2 separate regions of the Mus musculus genome follow, and region 2 is linked to region 1. Evidence: chromatin contacts called from public HiCAR-type data. All regions are on one chromosome and are shown on one strand. The core of a region is the stretch at or near the end of the contact, and the rest is flanking DNA. Distances in the headings are between cores, read along the strand shown. Region 1 has its middle 11 kb from the start of Gm11482. Region 2 has its middle 50 kb from the start of 8030451A03Rik.

Region 1 (6,879 bases), core at 2,913-5,412:
CTGACCAAGTAGGTTTTATTCCAGGAATGCAGGGATGGTTTAATATACGAAAATCCATCAATGTAATCCACTATATAAACAAACTCAAAGACAAAAACCACATGATCATCTCGTTGGATGCAGAAAAAGCATTTGACAAGATCCAACACCCATTCATGATAAAAGTTCTGGAAAGATCAGGAATTCAAGGCCCATACCTAAACATGATAAAAGCAATCTACAGCAAACCAGTAGCCAACATCAAAGTAAATGGAGAGAAGCTGGAAGCAATCCCACTAAAATCAGGGACTAGACAAGGCTGCCCACTTTCTCCCTACCTTTTCAACATAGTACTTGAAGTATTAGCCAGAGCAATTCGACAACAAAAGGAGATCAAGGGGACACAAATTGGAAAGGAGGAAGTCAAAATATCACTTTTTGCAGATGATATGATAGTATATATAAGTGACCCTAAAAATTTCACCAGAGAACTCCTAAACCTGATAAACAGCTTCGGTGAAGTAGCTGGATATAAAATTAACTCAAACAAGTCAATGGCCTTTCTCTACACAAAGAATAAACAGGCTGAGAAAGAAATTAGGGAAACAACACCCTTCTCAATAGTCACAAATAATATAAAATATCTCGGCGTGACTCTAACTAAGGAAGTGAAAGATCTGTATGATAAAAACTTCAAGTCTCTGAAGAAAGAAATTAAAGAAGATCTCAGAAGATGGAAAGATCTCCCATGCTCATGGATTGGCAGGATCAATATTGTAAAAATGGCTATCTTGCCAAAAGCAATCTACAGATTCAATGCAATCCCCATCAAAATTCCAACTCAATTCTTCAACGAATTAGAAGGAGCAATTTGCAAATTCATCTGGAATAACAAAAAACCTAGGATAGCAAAAACTCTTCTCAAGGATAAAAGAACCTCTGGTGGAATCACCATGCCTGACCTAAAGCTTTACTACAGAGCAATTGTGGTAAAAACTGCATGGTACTGGTATAGAGACAGACAAGTAGACGAATGGAATAGAATTGAAGACCCAGAAATGAACCCACACACCTATGGTCACTTGATCTTCGACAAGGGAGCTAAAACCATCCAGTGGAAGAAAGACAGCATTTTCAACAAATGGTGCTGGCACAACTGGTTGTTATCATGTAGAAGAATGCGAATCGATCCATACTTATCTCCTTGTACTAAGGTCAAATCTAAATGGATCAAAGAACTTCACATAAAACCAGAGACACTGAAACTTATAGAGGAGAAAGTGGGGAAAAGCCTTGAAGATATGGGCATAGGGGAAAAATTCCTGAACAGAACAGCAATGGCTTGTGCTGTAAGATCGAGAATTGACAAATGGGACCTAATGAAACTCCAAAGTTTCTGCAAGGCAAAAGACACCGTCAATAAGACAAAGAGACCACCAACAGATTGGGAAAGGATCTTTACCTATCCTAAATCAGATAGGGGACTAATATCCAACATATATAAAGAACTCAAGAAGGTGGACTTCAGAAAATCAAACAACCCCATTAAAAAATGGGGCTCAGAACTGAACAAAGAATTCTCACCTGAGGAATACCGAATGGCAGAGAAGCACCTGAAAAAATGTTCAACATCCTTAATCATCAGGGAAATGCAAATCAAAACAACCCTGAGATTCCACCTCACACCAGTCAGAATGTCTAAGATCAAAAATTCAGGTGACAGCAGATGCTGGCGAGGATGTGGAGAAAGAGGAACACTCCTCCATTGTTGGTGGGATTGCAGGCTTGTACAACCACTCTGGAAATCCGTCTGGCGGTTCCTCAGAAAATTGGACATAGTACTACCGGAGGATCCAGCAATACCTCTCCTGGGCATATATCCAGAAGATGCCCCAACTGGTAAGAAGGACACATGCTCCACTATGTTCATAGCAGCCTTATTTATAATAGCCAGAAGCTGGAAAGAACCCTGATGCCCCTCAACAGAGGAATGGATACAGAAAATGTGGTACATCTACACAATGGAGTACTACTCAGCTATTAAAAAGAATGAATTTATGAAATTCCTAGCCAAATGGATGGACCTGGAGGGCATCATCCTTAGTGAGGTAACACATTCACAAAGGAACTCACACAATATGTACTCACTGATAAGTGGATATTAGCCCAAAACCTAGGATACCCAAGTTATAAGATACAATTTCCTAAACACATGAAACTCAAGAAAAATGAAGACTGAAGTGTGGACACTATGCCCCTCCTTAGAAGTGGGAACAAAACACCCTTGGAAGGAGTTACAGAGACAAAGTTTGGAGCTGAGATGAAAGGATGGACCATGTAGAGACTGCCTTATCCAGGGATCCACCCCATAATCAGCATCCAAACGCTGACACCATTGCATACACTAGCAAGATTTTATCGAAAGGACCCAGATGTAGCTGTCTCTTGTGAGACTATGCCGGGGCCTAGCAAACACAGAAGTGGATGCCCACAGTCAGCTAATGGATGGATCACAGGGCTCCCAATGGAGGAGCTAGAGAAAGTACCCAAGGAGCTAAAGGGATCTGCAACCCTATAGGTGGATCAACATTATGAACTAACCAGTACCCCGGAGCTCTTGACTCTAGCTGCATATGTATCAAAAGATGGCCTAGTCGGCCATCACTGGAAAGAGAGGCCCATTGGACACACAAACTTTATATGCCCCAGAACAGGGGAACGCCAGGGCCAAAAAGGGGGAGTGGGCGGGTAGGGGAGTGGGGGTGGGTGGGTATGGGGGACTTTTGGTATAGCATTGGAAATGTAAATGAGCTAAATACCTAATAAAAAATGGAAAGAAAAAAATGAAAACCAACCAAAAAATAAGAAACCCAAGAATGCTAATGCCAATATGTCAAAGCTGAAATCATCCACAATAAAGTAAATGTGTTATAACTGGAAAAAAAAAATAAATGAGTTCTAGAAGACAGTTTCTTATTCGATCAAAAGGAACCAGTGTGGCTTGCTCCATCCTTCTCTCTTTGAACTGATACTACATCTTCAACTGCTGTCCCACTAGCTCTTTCTGCCATGATGGAAATGTCCCTGCACATCTTCAGTGGCTCATTAAGAAGCTACAAGTCACTCGAAAAGCAGCCAGTGCCTGAGCACTAGATTCTTTTTCTTTCGTTTCAATTCATCTAAACTTAAAACGCTGCCTGTGGCTGATGGTTACCTTACTGGGCAGCTAGGACTAAAGAATGACAGATTATCTGAGTCCAGGGTTGGTCCATCCATCTCCACTCATTGTTACAGGAATGAAATAAAGCTTCAGGTCTCAAGTCACCATCAATCAAGTTTTCTGGTCCCACAGCTTCATGTGCTGTTACTGATATTAGTAGGGAGGGAGACTGGAATGCTCCGGTGAAAGGAGGAATAGAACAGAAGCCTCCCCATTCCCCTCACACTCACATCCTCTCTGACTCAAGGCACGAATTTCTCAAACAGCCACAACACATCCTGCTATATGCCTCCCCTGCCATGCTTCTCTGATGTAGGGGTGTCTGTGTGTGTGTGTGTGTGTGTGAGAGAGAGAGAGAGAGAGAGAGAGAGAGAGAGAGAGAGAGAGAGAGAGAATTTATGCCTCGTGTGTAACACAGTAGATAAGGGAGTGTCTCCTGAAGGAGTTATTGTAGAGCTTGTCTCAAAATGGATGGAAAGACAAGTGCATGTGAGGAGAGTCCTGGAGTTCAGTCACCTACGGAAAGATGGGAGCCTTAGAATATACACCTCAACTGCTCTGGGAATCAGACACTCCCAACATCTTACTCTGATTGGGTCTCCAAGCCTGGATTTCTTCTTTTGGTCATAGAAGGTCCCACTAGCCTTGGACCACACTGAAAGATGGAACTGGGAGAGTTGAACTCCAATGAGTGGACAGGAAGCAAGCACAGCAACCAGCCCTATGAGTGGTCCTCTCTGTTAATACCTGAAGTGCCCAGGGATTGATATCCTCAAACACTACCATTGACACAGCCCTCCTCACTGCTCTGCAGAATGAAGAGTCTCACACACACACACACACACACACACACACACACACACACACCCTGGTGTGGTGAATCTGAACACACAGGGCAATGAGCAGAGCTTCTAGTATCACTCAAAAACAGAGTGCTGGCAGAATTGTTTCCTTTAGGGAAAGCAGAGAAAACCCCAGAGTCTAAAGCTATGACAACAGAAGCCACAAAGGAAATAGCTGGGACTACAACACAGCCCTTAGGCTGGAAGGATGGAGGAAGGTTGTTATGACAACCTGCTAGTCTTCATCCATTAACAATGCCAGCAGATTTGTTCTATAGTAAGCTACAGATTACTAAATGATAAGTTCTAAATATAATATGACTTTCATCAAAATCAATGTATATCAAAGAGGTGTGTGTGTGTGTGTGTGTGTGTGTGTGTGTGTGTGTGTGTGTGTGTGTTCACATGTGTGGTAACTAGGTCTCTCAGTGAATCTAGAGCTCACCATTTTGGCTAGACTATCTAACCAGCAAGCTCCAGAAAAAGGATGGGGAAGAAATGATGCCTCACTTCCTGTGTGCATCAGAGTTTCAGTAGGCCAATCCCACAGCAGAGATAGTATGTGTCACAGCAAGGGTACCTAGAAGTAATTTCCCTTCAGGCTTCCCAGAGGAAGGTGAATCATTCTGCTTTCACTCCCTCATTAGGTTATATGAGCATACATACATATGTATATGTATACACAAAGATAGCTATGGTATATGTAATATATGTGATGTGTGTACACATATAGATATGCATCTTTGTATGCATACATGTACATGTGTATGTACATGCATGCAGATAATATATGTATATATGTGGATGTACATATTATGTATTATATGTACAAATTTACAAGCCTATATGTGTGTGTGTATACACATATACATATATATGTGTATATGTGAATGGGTATATATGTGTGTGTGCATGTGTGTATTTACATACAGACATTTATGTATATATAGATGTGTGTGTGTATGTGTGTATGTATGTATATGTATATATATATGGGTGTATATATACATGTAGATATATGTACATGCAGATAGAGACATATACATACACATAGTTATTCATTTATATACCCATACATATGTATAAAATATTTGCTTCTTGCCCACAATAGGTCACAGACTTCCTTCTGACTCAAATCCACTTCATATGGAGAAAGTTCAGATTTTGAGTCCTGGAGTTCACCATTTTGGGTAGACTCAAATCTCAGGCCACAGGACCAAGGAATCATAAAGAAGACAGCCGAAATGAGATCCATGAGAGGCTAATGTAAGAGTCAACTCCACAGGAGGTACTCCAGAGCAGGGCAGAAGTGGTGGTCAGAGTGGGAAGTGCCTCATGAATTGTAACCTAAGCACAGGGAACTCAATAAGATGATGCTGAGCTGGTGTCCCAGCACCTTACATCAGGGTCACCTTCAAGAAGCCCCTGGCTAGGCTCTGTGCATCTTCTGATTCCTGATATGGCTGTGTGTCTGCTGCTGAATCATATGGGGAGGAACTCGACCCCCCCGCTCTGCCACATTCTCAGTTTGGGAGCACCCCTAGTCTCTCTCTACAGAATGTTCAGAAGAGGCACTGGGGTAGTAAGAGCTGTGGACTTTGTTGTGTTTCTTTCTTTCTTCCAATGCTCAGCCTCCAACCACCACATGGAAATGAGGAGAAAATTACAAAACAATTGGGAGTCTGACAATTGGGGAAGCCCAGAGATCCTGGGGTATAGGAATATTTTATTTAATTCATAGATTGTGAACTGGCACTATAACGTATCATTTATACTCTAGTCTTTTATGAACCTGAACAAAAAGGCTTGCTGACAAGGTAAATCACTACCCAGCATACTAGAAAACTCAAGATGTTTAAAATACAGGGGATCTAGTCAGGGGTCCACAAGCAACAATAAGAATAAATGAATATGCTTACAAAAGGAAAATAAAAGCATTGCATAAGTCCACAGCTGCAGAGTTGTACACAGTGCAGCGTCTGAGAGTTACTGTCCCTAGAACTCTTGGGAGCTAAAGTTCTCAGCTTTTATGCCTGGACCATTTCTTATAAGGCATGGGGGAGAGATGGCTTTGCAGTGGTGAGAGTTGTGTCCAGATACAATTATGGGTCTATTCTATTCAGAGTGTATGGCTAGAAGCCTGACCCAGAGACTTGCACCTTTCCCCTCCCAACCCCTTGGAGTGACACCTACTAGATATGTCACAACAGCAAGGAAATTCAAAAGAGAATCTAAAGGCAATCTTACGAGATTTGGGGACTCTCTGAAGGCTCACTCTAAACTCAGCCCTGGGGTAGCTCCCAGCTGACAGTGGAGGTTGTCATCTCCATCCCACCAGTATCAAAACGGGGTAAAGAGGAGATAGCTCAGTCAAGAAAGAAGTGCTTATCATGTAAGCATGGGGACCTGCGTTTGGACACCCAGTATCCATGTAAAGGCAAGCTCAATGGTGTGCCCTGGAACTCCAATGCTGGGTGGGACAGAGACAAGTGTACCCACGAAACCTGGTGGAAATTGGTGAGCTTCAGACTCAGTGAAAAAACTTGTCTCAAAAAATTAAGGTGGGACACGATCATCTCAACTGATAGAGAAAAGGCCTTTGACAAAATCGTTCTTGGATTTTGTTTCTTTCTTTATTTTGTTTTGTTTGTTTTTATTGTTTTTGTTTTACCATTATTTGTTTTATTTTTTTATGTCTTTTTTTTTTCTTAAGATTACAAGGGCTTTAAGTTGAAAGGGTGAGTAAGTAGGGTGGACCTGTAAAATGGAAGGGGAAACCATTAGAAGAGCATATTGTATGAAAATAACTTTATTTTCAATTAAAATTAAATTTAAAAA
Region 2 (6,879 bases), core at 1,926-4,425, 290 kb before region 1:
GGAAGGTGCACTGTATTTGTAAGCCTAGGTTGACCAGGGAATACTTTCTGAGCCAGGTTGAAGGGTAGGACAAAGCTGAGGGAACTAACCAGAATGGGGGTGGGTGGGACCATGGGTGAGAGGGTTGACCAGGACTGGGAGGCAGCACCAATGTTTGTTGTGAAGCCATGGAGACTCAGATTTCAAACTCGTGGCTTCACCACATACTTAGGGGGTGGGGGGGGGATTCACAAATTCGATCGCACTTCACCTCTGATGGCTCTACTGTTTGTCTCATCAACCCAGCAGTTATCTGAGCTAAATGATTTTTTTAAATGCAGAATCCTATATAATTGAGAAGGAGGAAAAGGAGGAGGAGGAGGAGCAGGGAGGGAAGGAAGGGAAGAAGAAAACGATGAAAACCAAACTAAAACTCTGATTCTACGTATCCACCCCCTAACTCTTCCCCCACAGTGGCATCTGGTACTCTGGACACATCAGGACACTGGAGCACAAAGTTTGATGGATGCTGGTAACCTTGATCTACTTCATTGCAGACTTCCCTGCTGGTGTTTGTAACTGAAGCTGATGACAGGCGAAGCTTGACATCCTCTGCCTTTCACTCCTTCTCTCTGTGATCTGGCAAAGCCTAACTCCACCCTACTGTTCTAGACACACTGGAAGTGTGGCTAAGGACCTGGAGTCTTTGAAGAATACAGAGCTATTCAGGCCACACTCGTGCCTCAGCTCCCAGTTCCTGGTCCTAGCTACAGTGAGCAGGTTTGAGAAGGCACCTTGAGACTGGTGAACCTCCTGGCCATTGACTGCCATATTGGCTTGGAAGTGCTACTGATGTGTGTAAAGCATCTTGTACTGTGGCAAACAAGAACCACCAGCTATGCCTCCTTTGTTTATCTAAAGCTCCCTTTTTTGGCCAAATGCCCAAGTAATGAGGAACTTAAATGGAAGATGGTTCAATTTTCTATCCTTCCCGTTCAGCATCACTGTCCCCTTTCCAAAAACCACTATGCTGGTAGAATGGTTCATTTTATGGATCAACTTGGCTAGATCATAGAGCCCAAAGGTACTTAGTTAAACCTGTTTGGATGTAGATTTGAAGGTATAAATCTTCAGCATGGGTTACCATGTAAACAAGCTAACTGGATAAAACACATTAGCCATCATAGAGTAGGTGGCCTCATGAGAGTTCAAGGCACTAAGGAGAGGACTGACCTTCTCCACAGCAGAAGGAATTCTTCCAGCAGATGGATTTTATGCCTGAAGTGCTCCATTAAATCTTCACAGGCCCTCTAGCCTACCAGCTTATTCTGCAGACTTAGAGCCTGGCAGCCTCCTCACTCTCTCTAAGATCTATCTATCTATCTATCTATCTATCTATCTATCTATCTATCTATCTATCTATCCATCCATCCATCCATCCATCTATCTATCTATCTATCTATCTACCTATCTGTATCTATCTTTCCTCTCTCTTTCACACACAGTATCTTACTGGTTTATTTTTCTATATTTTTAGTGTGTGTGTGTGTGTGTGTGTGTGTGCATGAGGAAGCCAGATATCAATGTTAGGAATCTTCCTTTCTCACTTTTCACATTGTTTGGGACAGGGTATCTCACTCAACCAGGGGCTCACTATCTGCTTACACCTACTGCACAACAAACTCTGGACATTCTTTTGCCTCTGTCTCATCATTGAGGGTTAAAGACAAATACGGACATTCTCAACTTTTATATGGGTGAGGGAAAGCACCATTTGGGTCCTCATGTTTTGAGGTGGGCACTTTAGCCACTTAGCCCTCTCCCCAGCCCATATTTCAATTGGTTGAAACAACTGATGGTTCTGTGTCTCTGGAGATGCCATACTAATACAATTTAAGCCAATTTCATGTTTCGTACAGAGGTATGTACCCAAGCTTTCAACGTAATAAATGGAAGGTAAAAAGATTAGTGCCCCTTAGCAACCCTGCTCAATCAGTTTTCAAGGCTTTTTTCATCCTAAGGAGATGTTCATGGTTAGTGGTAATTGCTAACTGGATAAATCTTGGAGTTCCTTAAACACGGTACCCTGAGCATGCCTGTGGTTGATTACCTTGGTTGTATTAAGTGAGATGGGAAAAACCATCTTAACTGTGGGCAGCAGATCCTGAACAGTAGAAACTGAAGAAGAAGCAAAGCACTCCCATGCCTTGCCCCTCTCTGCCTTCTGATTGTGGATGTGGGTGACCAGCTGCTTCAAGCTCCTGCTGCCTTGATGTGTCTGACCATCATGAAGGACCTTGAACTGTGAGCCCAGATAGCAGACAAACAGACAAACAAACAAACAAATAAAACACTTTCTCTACCATGTTGCCTTTCATCACAGAAACTACGACAGAGGTAAAAAACCTCAACTTGAAAGAGTAAACTTGAAGGCAATAGGAGACATCTGGGAAACCATGACTGAAGTGGAGGTGTGTATTTACCATAAATTGGTACCATGGTTACATTTGTGATCTCAGTCTCCTCGAATCTCTGAGCTATATGAATCAGGAGAACTTAGTGAACTATGGATGCAAAGGGCTGCCTGCTGCATACTGAATACTGAGTTAATCACTGGGACAGATATTAGCATTTACCACACAACAATCAGGAAGTCAAATTTAATTGTAACCACAAGTGCGGTGTTGGGCGCTGTTTTCAGTAGGGGTGATAAGGTGCAAGTTCGGCAGCCATAGTGAGGATCATACAGAATCTATATGTACAAGATACATTTCAAATGGGCAAATCTCAGGTGAGTTTTAAGAGCTAAGTAAGGGTGAGTGTGGAATTAACATGCAGTGCCCTGAGACAGAACAGGTGTTTGGGTTTATAGAGGTCACAATAAGATACAGAATAATAACCACCTCTCCTTCATCCATCTGGTGTCCTGCATGTAGTGATTCCACTTAAGTCTGTCTTTGATCCAATAAGGGTCATTCTGGAGCCAGCCTCACCGTCTGCTTTGCTGTGTAAGGAGTGAACGAACTGTAAAGCGACTTCACCCTGGACTCCGGGGAGAATGGGGAAATTCCCCTGGAAGCCCAAAGTGAACAGAAGCCAAACACTGGGCTTTTTCTGAGCAAATATTTTGAGAGAAACCAAAGTGATGATGAGGTGGAAGGCTGCATGGGGCTGTCCCCTCACACAGACGCAAGTCGATGAAAACAGGGATTCGCACAGATGAATCATTGCCAGTCCTCTCCAGAGAGCCTTCGCTAATGGCAACACAATAAATACCATGTCAAAAAAAAAATTCTGACAACTGTTCTAGAAATTGCGCCTGAAATTGGGGAAAGGAGACATTGGAGTGTGGAAACTCGGGATTCTTACCCCTGGCTTTGGTGAGAAATCTCTTAGTCTTCTGAAGTAGTAGTTCTAAAGTCTGGATGAGCTGTAAGAGCAATTCCATCACTTCTCTTACTTGGTGGGCCGGGGAGTATTGTGCCCTTTGACACCAAGAAAGAGGACAGTCATGGAGGAGAGGAGAAGTCCCTCTCATCAGGAGACAGGAGGAAGAGGAAAGCTGTCTGGTGTGTTTTACAGAAAATGAAGTGGTTACAGATTTTTTTTTAAAATTATTATTAATTTATTTTTTACACTCCATATTTATTCCCCCCGACCCTATCCACCCTCTGACTGTTCCACATCCCATAATTCCTCCCCTCCCCTCCCCCCAGTCTCCACATGGAAGTCCCCACCACCCCCACCCCACCTGACCTCTAAACAACACCTGGGGTCTCCAGTCTCTTGAGGGTTAGGTACATCATCTCTGAATGAACACAGACCCAGAAGTCCTCTACTATATGTGTGCTGGGGACCTCATATCCGCTTGTATATGCTGTCTGTTTGGTGGTCCCGAGTTTGAGAGATCTCGGGGGTCAGATTAACTGAGACTGCTGGTCCTCCTACAGGATCACCCTTCTCTTCAGCTTCTTTCAGTCTTCCCTAATTCAACAACAGGGTTCAGCTGCTTGGCTGGGTGCAAATATCTGCATCTGACTCTTTCAGCTTCTTGTTGGCTCTTCTGGGGTGAGGTCATGCTAGGTCCTTTTTTGTGAGCACTCCATGGCCTCAGTAATAGTGTCAGGCCTTGGGACCTCCCCTTGAGCTGGATCCCACTTTGGGCCTGTTTCTGGAACTTCTATTCCTCAGGATCCTCTCCATTTCCATCCCTGTAATTTTTTCAGACAGGAACATAGATGTGAGCGTAGGATGGCAACCCCATCCCTCACTTGATGCCCTGCCTTCCTGTTAGAGGTGAGACCTATAAGTTCCCTCTTGGGACTACTTCTGATAATAGCTGTTTAACTCTTGAAAAATACCATAATGTTTTCCAAACATCTTCACCTTTTTACACCCCAACAGTAGTTAGTATATTTTTATTTCTTCACGCTGTCAGCAACAGTTAATTTTATCTGCATTTTTATTATAACCATTTGAATGAATGCCAAGTGATTTTAATGTGCAATTCCCACATAGCTAATGAAGTTGAGCATTTTTTCATATGCTTATGGCTCTTTTTTTTTATTTTGTAGGAGAAATATTCAAATAAGCCTTATTCACTTGTATTATCCACCTTTTAGGTAATATTAATTATTTCTCATAATTATATGTGAGACCAAAATGATCTCAATGAAGACTTTAATTTGAATTATAGTATTATTTTAAAACTTGCAGTAGAAGGGAGTCCAGGAAAAAAAAGTACTAAATCATTTTTCACCAAAGAAGATATACCAATGACTCTAAGCACATGAAAATAACGTTCAACATCGTTAGCCATAGAACCCTCAAGCTTATCAGCAGTAAAGTATAATTGCACATCAATCAAAACAGCCAAAGTCAAAGTTAATGAAAAAGAAAGGCAAATGGTGGTAGGACCCGAAAAGCAGGGTCATTTGCACATTGTTGGCAAAGATGGAAAATGGTGCAGCTTCCCTGCAGAACGGTTTGTCAGAATATTTTAAAACAACCAAAAGGTACCACTGCTATCTGATGCAGCAATCCTTCTCTTTGGAACTGGTCCCTGAGAATTCCGTACTTCTGGTCACACTGGAACCTTTCTGCCCTTGTTCAGAGAAGCCGTATTCCCAGTAACAATTGAGTGACTTGTTTTTCTCATCAGTGTGACCAAGCACCTGGCAGAAGCAACTTAAGGGAAGAGACAATTGTTTGGGCTTGTGATTTCAGCTCATCATGATTGGGAAGGCATGGCAGTTTCTAGAGTATGCAGTGGGAACCCCTCACACCCTAGAAGATGGGAAAGGGAATGCTTCTAAGCCAACCTCACAAAGCCAACCTCACCATGCATACCTGCACCAAAATATCCACAACTTTCCAAACAGTACCTCCAGCTGGGGACCAAGAACTTAAACTCATGAGTCTGTGGAAGACTCTGTGCATGTGAACCGCAGTAACCCCCGAACCAGAAACACTTACATGCTCTCCTAGAAATGGTTGCATGTGGTGCTGGACCAATATCACAGAACGTTACATAAATGAGCAAGTGTAAGAGGTTACCACTGCATGTGTACCTAAGAAACTAAGCTGAGTTAGGGGCAGTGAATCACAAAGGGACACATGCGGTGATGTGTGCAGCAAAGTGACAGAAAGTGATAAGTGCTTGCCAAATGTACAGATTTGCCACAGACTATGGGAGAGAGACTTGAGTGTAACAATCATAGTCAGTATCAGGAAACAGACCTAAGGCAAGGGCCTGCACCTTGAGTGTCGGTGCCTAGGCCTCATAACTTCATAACTTGCTAAAACGCTGTAATTGTAGAAAAGCACCAGACTACATGCATTCCTTCTAAAAGCACACGAATCTACAACAATGTCAAAATAAAAGTTTGCGAGCTTGTGACATGGCTCAGAAAGTAAAGTCATTGCCCCCAAGAATGATGACACAAGTTCCAGCCCCAAAATCCACATGATAGAAGAAAAGAATGAATCCATGAAAGCTCTTATCTGACCTCCATGGTCCACCCATACCTCCTAACTGTACATAAACAAAAAACAAATAAATGTTAGTTTTGAGAGAAGGACAAGTAGTCTATTTTTGGCCATGTACAGCTCCACCAATTTTTTTCCTTATTTTTTTCTCATACAATACATCTCCACTACATCCTCCCTTCCCTCCTCTCCTTCCAGTTTCCCACCCGGCCTTCCCTTCTCCAGATCCACTGTGCCTCCATTTCCCTTCAAAAGACATCAGACCTTCTAGATATATCAACCAAACATGACATAATAAAATACAATAAGCCTAGGCACAAACCCACACATCAGGGCCACACTAGGGAACCTAGTGAAAGGAAAAGGGTCCCAGGAGCAGGCAAAAGAGTTAGAGACATCCCCACTCCCACTGTTAGGAGTTCCACAAGAGCGCCAACCTAGACAATTGCAGCATATATGCAGAGGTCCCAGTGCAGACCCATGCAGGCTCCGTGATTGCTGGCTTTAGTCTCCGTGAACCCACTATGAGCCTTGCATGGCTGATTCTGTGGGCTCTACCAATTAATAGTCATCTTGGAGGTGTATTGACACAGTCAGTTCTCAACTGTAAAATGGGAATACCCCTATTCCCGTAGTTATAATAGGAGCCAAGAAAAATAAAAATGATGCAATCTTAACAAGGAAATCCAACTATTCCTATAGCTAATTCTCTAGTGTCTTCAGTCCCCAGTCCCTTAGCAAATGTCCCCAAAGCCAAGAGGGACAATCATCATATGACTTCATGTGGCTGCTGTGTGTACAGCAGCAGAGCTGCTTCTGAGGAAGCAAATGGCCCCTGTGAAGGACTTTGGATTGGAGGCTTAGGACAGACAGCCCACCCTGGAAGCAAGTCACAAGCTCTGTGAGTTTCTG

Evidence for each region. HiCAR-type assays count read pairs that join an accessible place to other places.
Region 2: a contact with region 1 is called in a HiCAR-type map of Th17 cells, with 5 times the contacts expected there. The contact joins two enhancer-like sites. A contact is called at or near these places in 7 of 484 Hi-C or Micro-C datasets (the C2C12 cell line, CD8 T cells, the CH12 cell line and 4 more) and 4 of 115 datasets of contacts at active chromatin or transcription factors (CD8 T cells, Th17 cells, effector CD8 T cells and 1 more).

What each region holds. Positions count from the first base shown.
Region 1 is chr4:63,641,859-63,648,737 of GRCm38.p6, reverse strand. No RefSeq gene overlaps it. Among named protein-coding and RNA genes, the nearest start is that of Gm11482, 11 kb to the right of the region's middle. Within about 2 kb of position 4,162, at least 13 of the 459 cell types and tissues checked have an H3K27ac peak or open chromatin away from gene starts, as enhancers often do. A contact at or near this core is called in Th17 cells, where this site is marked.
Region 2 is chr4:63,931,762-63,938,640 of GRCm38.p6, reverse strand. No RefSeq gene overlaps it. Among named protein-coding and RNA genes, the nearest start is that of 8030451A03Rik, 50 kb to the left of the region's middle. Within about 2 kb of position 3,175, at least 10 of the 459 cell types and tissues checked have an H3K27ac peak or open chromatin away from gene starts, as enhancers often do. A contact at or near this core is called in Th17 cells, where this site is marked.